2 separate regions of the Mus musculus genome follow, and region 2 is linked to region 1. Evidence: chromatin contacts called from public Hi-C data. All regions are on one chromosome and are shown on one strand. The core of a region is the stretch at or near the end of the contact, and the rest is flanking DNA. Distances in the headings are between cores, read along the strand shown. Region 1 overlaps Gm33162 (a long non-coding RNA gene). Region 2 has its middle 30 kb from the start of Slc22a15.

Region 1 (6,077 bases), core at 3,141-5,640:
GAGAGAGACTTGAATCTCAGACAACATTAAAAAAAAAAACCACAAACACCACAGAAGTGTAAGGAATTATCTTCATTGTTATTAACTGGCCCCTTGTCCTACAAAAGAGGCAAGAACAATAATCAATTCCCGATGCAAAATTGCCAGTGTCTAAGCACATAAGGGTGGCAGAGCAACTGACCCTTTACAACTTTGTCCCTTTGCCAGAACCGGAAGCCTGAAGAGCCAGGAAATGGGACAGCCTTCCGGGGACAAACAGGCAGTTCTGTCTCTGGGGATGTGCTTAGCGCTCTTTGGTGCATATTTCACTGAAGGTCCTGTTATCAGGATTCCTGATGCCATCACAGGAAGGAGCCTGAACACAACGGAAGCCTAGGAAACAGATATCCTAGAGCTCCAGATGAACGTCCCCATGCCTGCTGTGCTGTACAGCTGTGCCTCTAAAATCTGAGGGTGGGAGCTGTTCAAGGATACATCCTGGGGTCCCTGTACCCTAGAATCCAGAGCCTGGATCACACACACACTGCAGGCTACAGGACCAAGAATGCTCTCTGGTCACAAGCCTTTTAGGAGAACTTCGCCATCTCAAGGCTACATCTGGTTGGAAAGATTAGAGTAAATAGGTGAATTAAATAGGATCGGATCCACGTTGCTGCCAGAGGCCATCTGTGGTCTGGGTTGCCAGTGGAAGGCCTGTTGATGGCTGTGATCCGTGCTGCCACCAAGGATCAGGTTGATGGCCGTGACTCGTGCTGCCACCAGAAACCATATGGAAGTCCATGGTCCGTGCTTCCACCAGCTGCTATGGGCAAGGGAGCTTCTTTTGAAGTGGCATCGATGACTGCAGACTCATAAAGGAGAATGAGGGACATTGAAGGCTCCTGTGACACACCCCACCCTCCCCAAAAGAAATGGTCCACACTGGAAGCTATTGAGCAGTATTCTTAAAAATTGTGTTAAGGATGCTGATGCGTAGCTCTTCAGTTGATGGCTTCCGGTGGGGGTGGGAAGGACGGTTTTCTTTAAGGGGTTGACCTACTGGGCGTTTGACCATGCTCCAGTGAGTATATGGGCAATATAAATTAGACTTGGTGGAGTTTTTTGTTTTCTTTTTTTGTTGTGGGGCGGGGAGGGTGTGTGAGGATGGGATGGTGGACCGGGGAGGAATAGGAAGTGAGTGTGATCTAGGTACATTGTACAGAATTCCCAAATAATTACTAAAAATGAATAGGACCCATATATAAAGAAAATGTGCTATGCATATGAATGACTATGTGAAGGCGTGACTATGGTCTATAAATATTGCAGCAGGCCAAATCCAAGTAGCGGAATCTCAATGTTTTATTCAGGTACCAGAGGGCATACATGGGGATTACGGATTGGTATAAGAAAGAACTGGGGCCAGATTAAACAAACAAACAAACAAACAAGCAAGCAAGCAAAACAACAACCACCACCACAAAAAACAATTCTGACAGTCTAAAAAAGTTATAGAATCATTTTGCATGATGAAGTCCACCAGAATGTCCATCCACTCCATGGGAATTCAACCAATTGAGTTCTTCTCTCTCTCTCTCTCTCTCTCTCTCTCTCCCTCCCTCCCTTCCTCTCAGTTCCTCACATGCCTAAAGCTTTGATATCTTAAGTGCTAAGAATCATAAAGCTTCTTTTAAAAAAAGATATACTTAGCCGGGCGTGGTGGCGCACGCCTTTAATCCCAGCACTTGGGAGGCAGAGGCAGGCGGATTTCTGAGTTTGAGGCCAGCCTGGTCTACAGAGTGAGTTCCAGGACAGCCAGGGCTTTATAGAGAAACCCTGTCTCAAAAACAAACAAACAAAAAAACAACAACAACAACAAAAAATATATATATACACTTTTACTATTGACTGATGGGGGGTGGGGTGGGGGGACACCTCTGGAGACCAGCAGAGGGGGCTGGATCTCATGGAGCTAGAATTACAGGTGGCTGTTAGCTTCCTGACCTGGGTGCTGGGAGCCAAACTCAAGTGCTCATCACCACTGAGCTATCTGTCTACTTCCCCATGAGATTCTTTAAGTTTTTTTTTTCTGTGTTTGTGTGTATGTGTGTGAGTGTGTATATGTGTGAGAGGTGAAAGGGGAGTCAGCTCCCCTGGAGCTGGAGTTCCAGGCAGTTGTGAGCTCACTTTTGTAGAAGCTGGGAATCAAACTCTGTTCCTTTGCAATAACAATATGCCAATATGCTCTCCTAACCACTGAGCCATCTCTCCAGCCTGCAAAACGCGTTCTTATAAGCAATCCCGGGGCTCATGAAAAGCAGTCAGGGCAGGACGTGACCACTGGAGACATGAGTATTTGAAACTGCCCCAGGCAGCATAGTCTCACTGGACTTTGTGCTGGGAGTGGTACGAGTTCCAAAGAAGCTGGCGTTCCTTCAAAATGACCCTTGTGCCAGGCTCTCTGACCTGCCCCAGCTGCTCAAGTCAAGGTAATATTCTCCTGTGGAAGAGGAGGAAAGCGGACTCCAGGAGTCCAGGTTACCAGGAAACAGAAGCCTGAAGTTTGATCTGCCGTCCACGTGATTTTTCTCCTCACGCAGCTTCTGGGTGCAACCTGTAATTCTCATCGTGTTGTTTTGTTTTGTTTTGTATCCCCACCCCCACTTCCGTCCCCATATAAAGAGTTCCAAGGTGAGCTAAAAACACCAGGTAGGTAAAAACCTCTACAGGTATCTTACCCCAAAGCTCTGTGAGAAAGCTCTGCATTTTCTCAATTCAGACCCCCACCATTATCTACAAAACCCACGGGGTTTCCAATGCTTCTAAAGTATGCTCATGGGACAGTCAGTGAAAGGAGGGGTTATATGGTGGATCTTTCAAGCTGATAAGGGCTACTGATCAAGAGCACTTATAATGGTCGAATGTGCCTCCCCTTACAACCCCCCTTCCTCCCTCCTCCTCATCTTCGGCAGGTTCCTCCCTACCATTGCACCCCACCACCTCAACATTGTCACAGGCACTACAAACACCCCCTCATTACTGTCACCATCGACGTCTTCATCCCTACCACCACCGTCACCATCACGTGTAGAGAGAATCTCTTAATGTTATGTGATAAGTGTTATGAGCATTGTACACACCCGACTTTACCCCAAAGAATGCTCTGTGCTAGACTGCTTTCCCTTAACGTGAAGAAGGTACTAGATCATGCAATATAATTCAGAAATAGCTTAGCACGGTGGTACACACCTAGTATCCCAGTACTTGGAAGGCTGAGACAGGAAGATTTCGAATTCTAGGGCAAGCTGAGATGTATAATAAGACCCTGTCAAAAGAAAGAGAGAGAGAGAGAGAGAGAGAGAGAGAGAGAGAGAGAGAAAGAAAGAAAGAAAGAAAGAAAGAAAGAAAGGAAGGAAGGAAGGAAGGAAGGGGGAGGGGAGGGGAGGGAAGGGGAGGGGAGGGAAGGGAAGCAAGAAGCAGAACTATAATTCTGTTCAGCCTTTGAAAATGAACAGCCTTGTGTCACACAATTAAGGGTCCCTGAAAAAAAAAAAAAACCAAAACAAATGCAGATATGAAGGAAGCTCAACTTTATTCCCACACCATGATAAGAAAAAGAAGGGCCTGGTAGAGATGCAGGCTTTGTGATTAGGGCATGCATGTCACTGGGTTTGGCCTGAGACCATGAATAATGGGACCACTCTAGACTGTGCCATTTACTCTAAAACTGGAGCAAGTCACATTACTGGAGACCTCAGGCTTGAGACTCCAATGATAGACAAGGGCCCTGAAGCTTGGTAGTAAGCCGGAAGAACTGTTTTTGGAAAGTATAAAACTACTTAAGCAACAACTGTCCTCAGTCCCTAATTACACCCTTGCTGAGGAGGTCTGGAAGGGCTCTAGGGGCCTCTGGGCTTGGAACCAGCTCCACTTAGGTAAGTGCCCTGTGCAAACAAGTCTCTAGGGGCCACAGACATGTAAACAGCTCTCCAGCTGACACTCAGACCCAAGCTAGGGAATAAAACAAGTGCCTGCAGATCCCAGAGTCAGAAGCCAGCCCGGCCTTGTGCCAGGGGAAGGGATCCCAGGAAGTTTGCTGATTCACAGGGGAACAAACCTCGAGAAAGGAGAGAGGCCAGTGGGGAGAATGGGTGTGGGAGCAGCCAGTGGGGACTTCCTGGGGTAAGGGCTGGGATGGCCTCCCTGAAGAAGAGTGTTGCTTACAGAGCAGAGAGTGAAATGGAAGAATAAAGAGGCAGACACCCCCCCCCCCCCCCGTGCAGTGTGCTCGGGGAGGGGGGGTGGGGGGGTAGGGGGAGCCAAGGCAGCAGCTCAGTCTCCCTAAGGAGAGGGCATTGGGCATTGTAAGAGGCAGGGGATGAACACACGCATGCCCCTTTGTGCTCCTCTACAATTACAGCTGGCTGAGGCTGGCGAGGATCACTGAGTATCCGTGATTTAAGACCTTTGCCCCGTACCATAAAAATGGCTAAGTGGCAAATGTTATGTTCTATGTATTTTTACCACAAACAAACCATGGGAGTGGTTAAAAGGTCTAGGTCAGATTGCCCCAATAATAGGGTATCCGTTTAAAGGATTGATTTATTTTTGTTTAGAAATATGTCTGTGTGCCAGTTCCTGCCTGTACACAACATGTATGTGCACTGCATTCATGCTTGGTTCCCGTGGAGGTCAGAAGACAGGTTGGATCCCCCGGAACTGGAGTTATAGACAGTTAGATATAAGCCACCATGTGGGTACTGCAAATTGAATCTGGGTCCTCTGCAAGAGCAGGCAGTGCTCTAAACTACTAAACCATCTCTCTAGCCTCTAGAGTATTTTTTTAATCCATTAAAAAAAATAAAATAAAATAAAAACAAATTGAAAGTAAAGTCTTACTAGAAGTCTCCCTAGCCCATGAATTTGAGGATGAATGAGGTGCTTTGGTTGTTTTTGATTCGGGATTGTTTGCTGTTTGCCCTTTGTTTCCTTGGCAGCGCTGGGGATTGACTCCAGGGAATTGTGCTGCAGAGGCAGGCACTCCACCGCTGAGCTGCTGCCCAAACCCGGAATTTCAGGATTAGGTTTTTAACACATGGGCTTTGGGGGCACATAGCCAGCCCGGAGCACTTTCTAAGTGCAGCCTCCTTGCTTCTTGCATGGGCTTGGCAGCCCTCATGGCTCACTTTTATCTTCTGTCCTCACAGTTTATGCCCTTATGGGGAAACAACAACCAACAGGGCTCTCCTGGGTCAGCTGAGAAAACCCGCTGTCAATGCTGCCATGACTGGGACGATGAGACCCGTCTAAAGAGTCCACGGGTTCCACCCACCTCCTTGTCTTGTTTTCTAAAGGGAGTATTTATTAGTTTTCTTTAAAAATTTTTTTTCCAGTGATCTGTTGTTTTATGCAAAACTGGATATCCTGGGGTTGACCATAAAGGGAGTTTCTAAACTACAAAACCCATTTTCTACTGACTTCATCATGACCGCAGCTATGTTCCTGCAAGAAAAGAAAAATCTCCAGTAATCACAGATGAGGCTCTGTACCACAAGAGGAGGCTAAGCAGAGGCAAATGGGATCACCTGCAGTTCTGGCAAGATTCTACCTGCCTAGAATCAAATGACAGGCAGGGAGAGAGCAAAAAATTGCAAAGGGCACAGGGTTAGGACCCAGCTCTGTGGCATGCAAGCCTTAGTATAATGCTGGGTAAACTAGTTGACCTCTGACCTTTAGTTTCCCTGCCCACAAGGAGATACTAATCATGCCTGTTTGGAAGGGATACTGTTGAGGCTTCTGTGTGACTTTGTTGTAAAGTGTTTGGCGCATAGTAGGTCCTTCTGATGGTGACGACTACTATGACCTACTGGCTCTCTTCTGTTTGCAGAGAAGAATTGAAGAGCCTGCTGTGTGGCCTTTGTTCCCTGTGGGCCCTCTCCATTACCTGTAACGGCTCTCGGGCCTGCAGAACACAGCCAGAGACTGACAATTCTGTGCTTTGTGACTTTGCCAGTAACCCTCCCAATCAGCTCTGCCCCACCCTGTGCCATTAAAAAAAAAACCCAAAAATCCCAAAGGCTTGAATTTCCATCTAACCC
Region 2 (6,691 bases), core at 811-3,310, 420 kb after region 1:
TATATATTTAATTTCGTTTCCCACCCCCAAAAGCAAGTTACCTATAATTTGAAATATTCTCTTACTTTAGAATATTCAGGGGCTTGCAAGACTAATTAGAAAATGGAAATTTCCTACAAGGGAAGCACATTTCTGTAACAGGAAGCACAGTTCACCTCCTTCCAGCTCCATGTGCAGCAGCAGCCTGGCTGCCCTTTCATGGAAGACTCTTGTCTCCTTGGAGTGGAACAAACACCTTTCCATGGGGTACTGTTCACTAAGTGCTGTTCTGGACCCTTCTCAGATGATACTTTGCTGAGTGAGTTCATTCACTTTATCCTGCAGGTAGAAATGAACAGCCAGTCAGCCTTACAGATGACAAAATGAAGTTCAGAGAACTCGAGGCATTTGAACTCAAGCTGCATGGCAGCTTCCCATATTCTTTGCTCAGCCATCATCTCTGTTAGGCCAGCACAGGGAAGTGCCCTCGGGGGAGGGGTCAGAAGCAGGAGATAGCCCAGGGAACGTCCTCTGTGGCAGGGCACAAACAGCCTGAAGAATGAGACTGCCTAAGCTGAGCCCATCTGTAGAGCCTCTACTAATTATTACCAGCTGTATTACAGGGAAAGTGTCATGGGACAGAGAGGGAAATACCCCATGGCACCCTTCAGCCTGCCACGCCCTTTGCCCCCACTGCACCCCTTCACCCCCTCCTCACTCCTTTACCCTCTCCACACCACCTGTTTCCATACCTCTTGCCTAGCTGGCCTTGCTTTTGTCTGTGGGAGATTCCAGTACAGAGGGAGTCATTAGTTAAGCTACAGTAAGATGGCTGCTACTCCACTTTACCCTTCAGACCTGGCTTGGAATTTTAGAGGGAGGAGACCCAGTGTGCATTTGGAATACCTTAGACTTAAGTATGGAAGGTTTTGAATCAGCATATATGTATAGAATATATAATGTATTATTATAATACAAAATATACATATTATATTATTTATATTATATAATTGACACATATAAAAATAATATCTATTAAAATATTTTTAACAAGAAAGTTCATGAGACACTTAGAGTATAATAATGAAATTGTAAAAGAAAAGAGAAGGCTCTTTGTTCCTGCTTTGGCATTTACAGAGTGAAAGCTGCTCTCAGTTCTGTCTTCATCCACAGAGGGGAGCAAAGAGGTTAGAAAAGCCTGGGTTTTAACATGAAATAGTCATGCTCTGCTCTTTAGCACCTGCATTTGTCTGTGGCTTGTCCAGAGGGCATCTGCATTCCGGTCTCCATTTTACAGAGTGTATGTAAGCTTTCCTGGGATGTTTCAGTGCTTGGATCCCAGTTTCCATCCCTTCAGCTTGGTCTTTGGCTTCACCGAGAGCATCCCCAATGCCCAGCTTCCATAAGAGCTCTCTGTGAGGCACAGCTCGGAGAGAGGCTGCTCAAGCCACGGGTCACTCCAAGTCGGTGGCCCAGGCACGTTGTTCATTGCATTTCCATTATAGGAATTAGTGTAAACCATGTATGCCCCAGGTACAAGGTCTAGATAGAGGTGGGTGCTGCTCTTAGGGAGCCTGGAGATGGACAAGCCCAGTAAATGATCCCAGTGCAGGCCAGGGGCAGCTTGGTTAAAATGTGTCCATTGCCTGGAACCACTCTTTAAAGGTAACCCTCAGCTCTTGGACCTGTGACTTTACTCTACATTTTAAAAAAATGATGAATATCTTTACGGCTCTTCCAAAGCAGAGTCCTCTGGATGGACTCCAAGATCGATACCTTTGATACCGACTTCTACAGTGGTGAACAGCAGTGTACAGACTTTATAGAATACAATCTACGGCCTTAATTTATGCTAGCAGAAGTAAGGGGGGAAGTTAAGCCTGTTTGTTGGAAAAACTCCAGGTCTTTGTAGGAGGCTGGTGATCTCCACACGGACATGTTCATCTTTATAGCACAGGCAGGTCATACCAAAGGCCTTGTCCCAGTTCCTGGCTCACGTGAAGAAGTCAATAAGTGGCCAGGGAGATGGCTGAACGGAAAAGAGCAGGTGCTTTGTAAGTGTGCCAACCTGAGTCCAAGTCCCCAGCACCCACAGAAAAAGCTGGCTGTGGCTTTGTGTGTCTCTGACACCAGCACTGGGGAGCAGAGAAAAGCAAATCCCACGAGCTCACTGGCTGGCCAGCCTGGCTATAAGCCGAGCTTCTGATTCAGTGAGAACGTCTGTCTCAAGGCAATAATGTGGAGGTGATCCAGGACAGCCAACGTCCTGCTTTGCCCTTTGTATATGTGTGCATGGGTGCATATACCTACACACCCACAACATGCTCCATAACACACAGATGCACATACACACACTCACAGATACATACACAGACATACCACACACACACACACACACACACACACACACACACACACTATCATCAACAACACTAAAACCATCACCATCACAAAAAAATACTCTGAAAATGCTACTCATCTATGCCCGTGTCCCTGATCATAGTTCAGGATTTGTAGGCTTGAATATAACCGAGAGGTTGATATTAAAATGAAGTGCTGCATAGAGATTTGGGGTTCTCTAAACTCTATCAGGACTCCTGGGTCCTTCCTGCTCCTCTCTCACTTCCCAGGATCTGAGCGCCATAGCTCAGATGATCTAAGGGAGCTGCTGCTGCTGCTGCTGCTGCTGCTGCATATCCCAGCAGCTCACACCCTGGCCAGCACAGCACAACACACGGTGCTACCACAGGGAACTGCTGGAACCCAAACAGATTTTCACTGCTGTTGGTTCTTTTCCTCACTCATGGATTCCAGTTGATATGACGGCCACCTTGGCACTGTGAGGGAAGACTGCCTAGCAGTAGAAGACAGGGTCATTAGAAAGAGCCTATAGACTGCCTTCCATCAATTCCTGATTTAAACTTTTTAGGATTTAAGTCATTTTAATTTGTTTTAAATTGATTGATTGTTTGGCTGATTGATTGATTGATTGATTGATTGATTGATTGATTGATTTTTGTGTGTTGTGCTCTTTCCTGCATGTACGTCTGTGTACCATGGGCATACAGTACCCACGGAGGTCAGAAGAGGGTGTCAGATACTATAAAAGTGGAGTTGCAGATGTTTGTGAGCTGCCATGTGGGTGCTGGGAATTGAACTTGTATTCACTTGGAGGAGCAGCCAATGCTCACAATTTCTGAGCCATTCTCCAGCCCTCATTAAAAAATATATTTATTATTTATTTATTTTTATTTACTTTTTTGTGGTGCTAAGGATTGTATTCCAGGTCTCATGTAGTACTGTAGCTATGGAACCACTCAGCTAGATGAAGTACCACCTTCATGTTCAATGGATTACTCCTTTCACTAAACCCAGGCCACACTGACCCATTTGCTCTCAGCTGGCTCTATAGAGTAAAGTTTGGTCCCTAGACCTGTCCAAGAGATGTGGCCTAATGGAAGTTGGGCCACTGAAGGTGTGCCCTTGGAGGGAATGCTGATACTCTAGTCTAGGGAGAAAGACAAAAACTAAGAGAAAATGAAACACAGAGTCTGAGGCTTGCCTGTGCTAAAGCCGGATGCTTCTTTGACAACGTCATTGCCTGTTGGGTCTTGCACAGCCTCACGGATGCAGAGGCCCTGGCAAGGGATCCAAGATCCAAGTCCTCTGAAGCATGAATATAACCAATTTTTATTGAACTGGGAAATAATTTTACATTTAATGATAACTTCATTTTTGTCATTTTCATATTTTTAAGTTTTATATTTATATTTTATATTCAAGGTTGAATGCAGAACCTCATTCATGCTAAGGACACGTTCTACCATTTTACTTATTAAAAGTTAGAGTAAAACTTACATCTAAATGTATACACAATGTACAGCCTATGCACTATTATATAATCCTGTGTGTATGAAATAAATCTTGACCTGCTCTGGCTGGCAAAATGAAGTATCAAGACGAAATGCCACAGATGGGTGGCTTCAACAACAGAAATGCATCTCTCACCACTCGGGCGATGGGAAAGTTCAGGGTCAAAGGTGCTGGCTGTTATGTCCTGGTAGGGGCTCTCTTCCCAGCATTCAGACAGCTGCCTTCCTTGGTATTTGTGTTTATGTGTACAGACAGGGACACAGACCAAGTTCTGCTGTCTCCTCTTCAATGGCACTAATCCCACACACCAGAGCCTGGCTCTCATGAATTCATCTGATCCTAATCACCTTTACAGTCCCCATCTCCAATATTTAATCACAAAGATGGCTGGGGTCTCTACCACTGAATTTTGGGGTGGTGGGGTAAGTTTTAACATTCAATCCACACTAAGTACTGTTTCTAATAATATGTATAAGTATTAAAAATCTTGTTTTCTCAAACTGAGGGCAAACATCCCTCCATCCACCTACTGTGTGCCTACGTTGAGCACCTATTATGTGCTAAATCTATGCTATCTGAATCTGAAGTCCTCAGGTTCCAAGGTCCTGCACCTCATGTTAAATAAATACTCTCATCAACTTCCCTCTGTCTCACTGGCTCTCATTATCACCTATGTTCCCCTTTCTCTCTCTCTCTCTCTCTCTCTCTCTCTCTCTCTCTCTCTCTCTCTCTCTCTCTTTCATGCTTGCCTAGTGAATAGATTTCCCATGGGGGCTTAAATACTTTTCTTCTTAGATTTCCACTTTTCCTTTGAATGTGGCCAAGCCAACAGACCTCTCTGTGCGCCCCATGCTTCCCAGTGTGACTTCCCTGAGCCTCGGCTTTGCAATTAGTTAGCGCATCTCACAGGAGAGGCCTCTGTGCCCACAGGTACTATATTTGGCGGTTGAGTGCTTAATAATTAATTGCTCAGATTTGCGATTCTTCTCTTCTCATGAATTCTAGATGGCATCTAATTCACTTATAGGGTTGATTTGGATTTTTAAATGGCTATATATTTTTTTTTAAGTAAAACCAAACAAAACCCGTATCCTAAAAACCATGTCTATGCAATGTTAAGAATTGTGTTTAAAACAGTTTCCCCATCCTACTACCATGTTAGAATTAGAATGGAAAATTGTGACTACTGTGGAAAAAGAAGGGTTCTTCTGCCCATGGTTGGTATTGTAAACACCGCTATTTCCCAGGAGCTGGCTGGACTCTAGCACATTTGCCAGTGTAGGTTGGTTATGTATTCCCTTCGTCTGCCTTGAATAATAACACCCCCTTAAGATTGAGAAATGAGGTTGGTTGCACATACTCAGGATCTCCCACATCACCGTGCCTTTGTGCCATCCATGTCAGGAAGTGTTCAGAGCTAACTTGAGGGTGGAAGACATAATAGAGAGAAAGTATCAGAATCTTAGCAGTCTCAGCCTTGCCTGAACGCCTGTGTCTTAGTCAGGGCTTCTAGTCCTGCACAAAACACCATGACCAAGAAGCAAGTTGGGAAGGAAAGGGTTTATTCAGCTTACACTTATGCTGCTGTTCATCACCAAAGGAAGTCAGGACTGGAACTCAAGCAGGTCAGGAAGCAGGAGCTGATGCAGAGGCCATGGAGGGATGTTACTTACTGGCTTGCTTCCCCTGTCTTGCTCCGCTTGCTTTCTTATAGAACCCAAGCCCAGGAATGGCACCACCCACAATGGGCCATCCCCACTTGATCACTAATTGAGAAAATGCCTTATAGGTGGATCTCATGGAGGCATTTCCTGAAGGGAGCCTCCTTTCTCTGTGATAACTCCAACGTGTGTCAAGTTGACACACAAAACCAGCCAGTATATCCTGGGAAGCCCAGATGAGTGTAGAACCACTGTGCGCAAGCCCAGGTGTCCCACTCTGCTTTCCTGTTGCTGTTCTAGAACATTCTGAACAAAAGCAACTTGTAGAGGAAAAGATTTATTTGGCTTATAGGTGATGGTCTATCATCAAGGGATGCCAAGACAGCAATTCAAAGCAGGAACCTGGAAACAGGAACTGACGTGGAGACCATGGAGGAATGTTGCTTATTGGCTTGCTTTCTCTGGTTTGCGCAGCTGTCTTTCTTATACAGCCCATTCCCACCCACCTAGAGAGGGCAATGCTCACAGCGGGCTGGCCCTCCTGTGTCAATTAGCAGGCAAGAGAATGCCCCACGGACATGGCCGGAAGACTAAGTCCATCAAGGCAGTTCTTCATTTGAGGGTCCCCCTTCCCAGGTGTGTCAAGTTGACAATAAACTTAAGCAGGACAACAGGTGAGACAGCAGACCTGTTCAGAAAACACACAGTCATAAGAAATATTAAATAAGTGGTTTTAGTCTCTCTACATTTGGGGCCTTATGTTGTAGTGTAATTAAAATTCAGGTTTCCCTTCTTGTCCACACGTGCATCATAAGACCTGCTTGCACTTATTCAGCATTTATTTGTCACCTACTCCAGAGATACCTTGATGAACAAGACTGAACAACACCTTCATCCATTCAACCAGAGCTGGAAGACCTACTGATTGATCCAAAACGCCCCTGCAGCCTGGAGTGGGGGGTAAGGGTGGGGCTGAAGGCTTGGGGGCGGGGGAAGATTTTCCATTTTAGAGTAGTGCTTGTTCAGTTAAGGAGTTTCCCAGCCTAGTGTGCAGTTTCCTGGTTTGTAATTCACCAGGATGAGGGTGTGGTCTATTGGATGTGGTCTATTGGTTGGTGACTAGTTTGAGGACATTAGTCTGAGATGCTATGTACACAATTTCTGCTTATGCAATCACT

Evidence for each region. Hi-C and Micro-C count contacts between places; a contact is called where the count stands out from the background.
Region 2: a Hi-C map of liver shows a contact between it and region 1, with 1.6 times the contacts expected there. The contact joins two enhancer-like sites. A contact is called at or near these places in 1 of 484 Hi-C or Micro-C datasets (liver), 1 of 115 datasets of contacts at active chromatin or transcription factors (hepatocytes) and 1 of 9 other capture datasets (embryonic stem cells).

What each region holds. Positions count from the first base shown.
Region 1 is chr3:101,524,366-101,530,442 of GRCm38.p6, forward strand. All of the region lies in intron 1 of Gm33162 (a long non-coding RNA gene), which reads right to left. Among named protein-coding and RNA genes, the nearest start is that of Gm33162, 9.5 kb to the right of the region's middle. Within about 2 kb of position 4,391, at least 61 of the 459 cell types and tissues checked have an H3K27ac peak or open chromatin away from gene starts, as enhancers often do. A contact at or near this core is called in hepatocytes and liver, where this site is marked.
Region 2 is chr3:101,951,606-101,958,296 of GRCm38.p6, forward strand. No RefSeq gene overlaps it. Among named protein-coding and RNA genes, the nearest start is that of Slc22a15, 30 kb to the left of the region's middle. Within about 2 kb of position 2,061, at least 6 of the 459 cell types and tissues checked have an H3K27ac peak or open chromatin away from gene starts, as enhancers often do. A contact at or near this core is called in hepatocytes and liver, where this site is marked.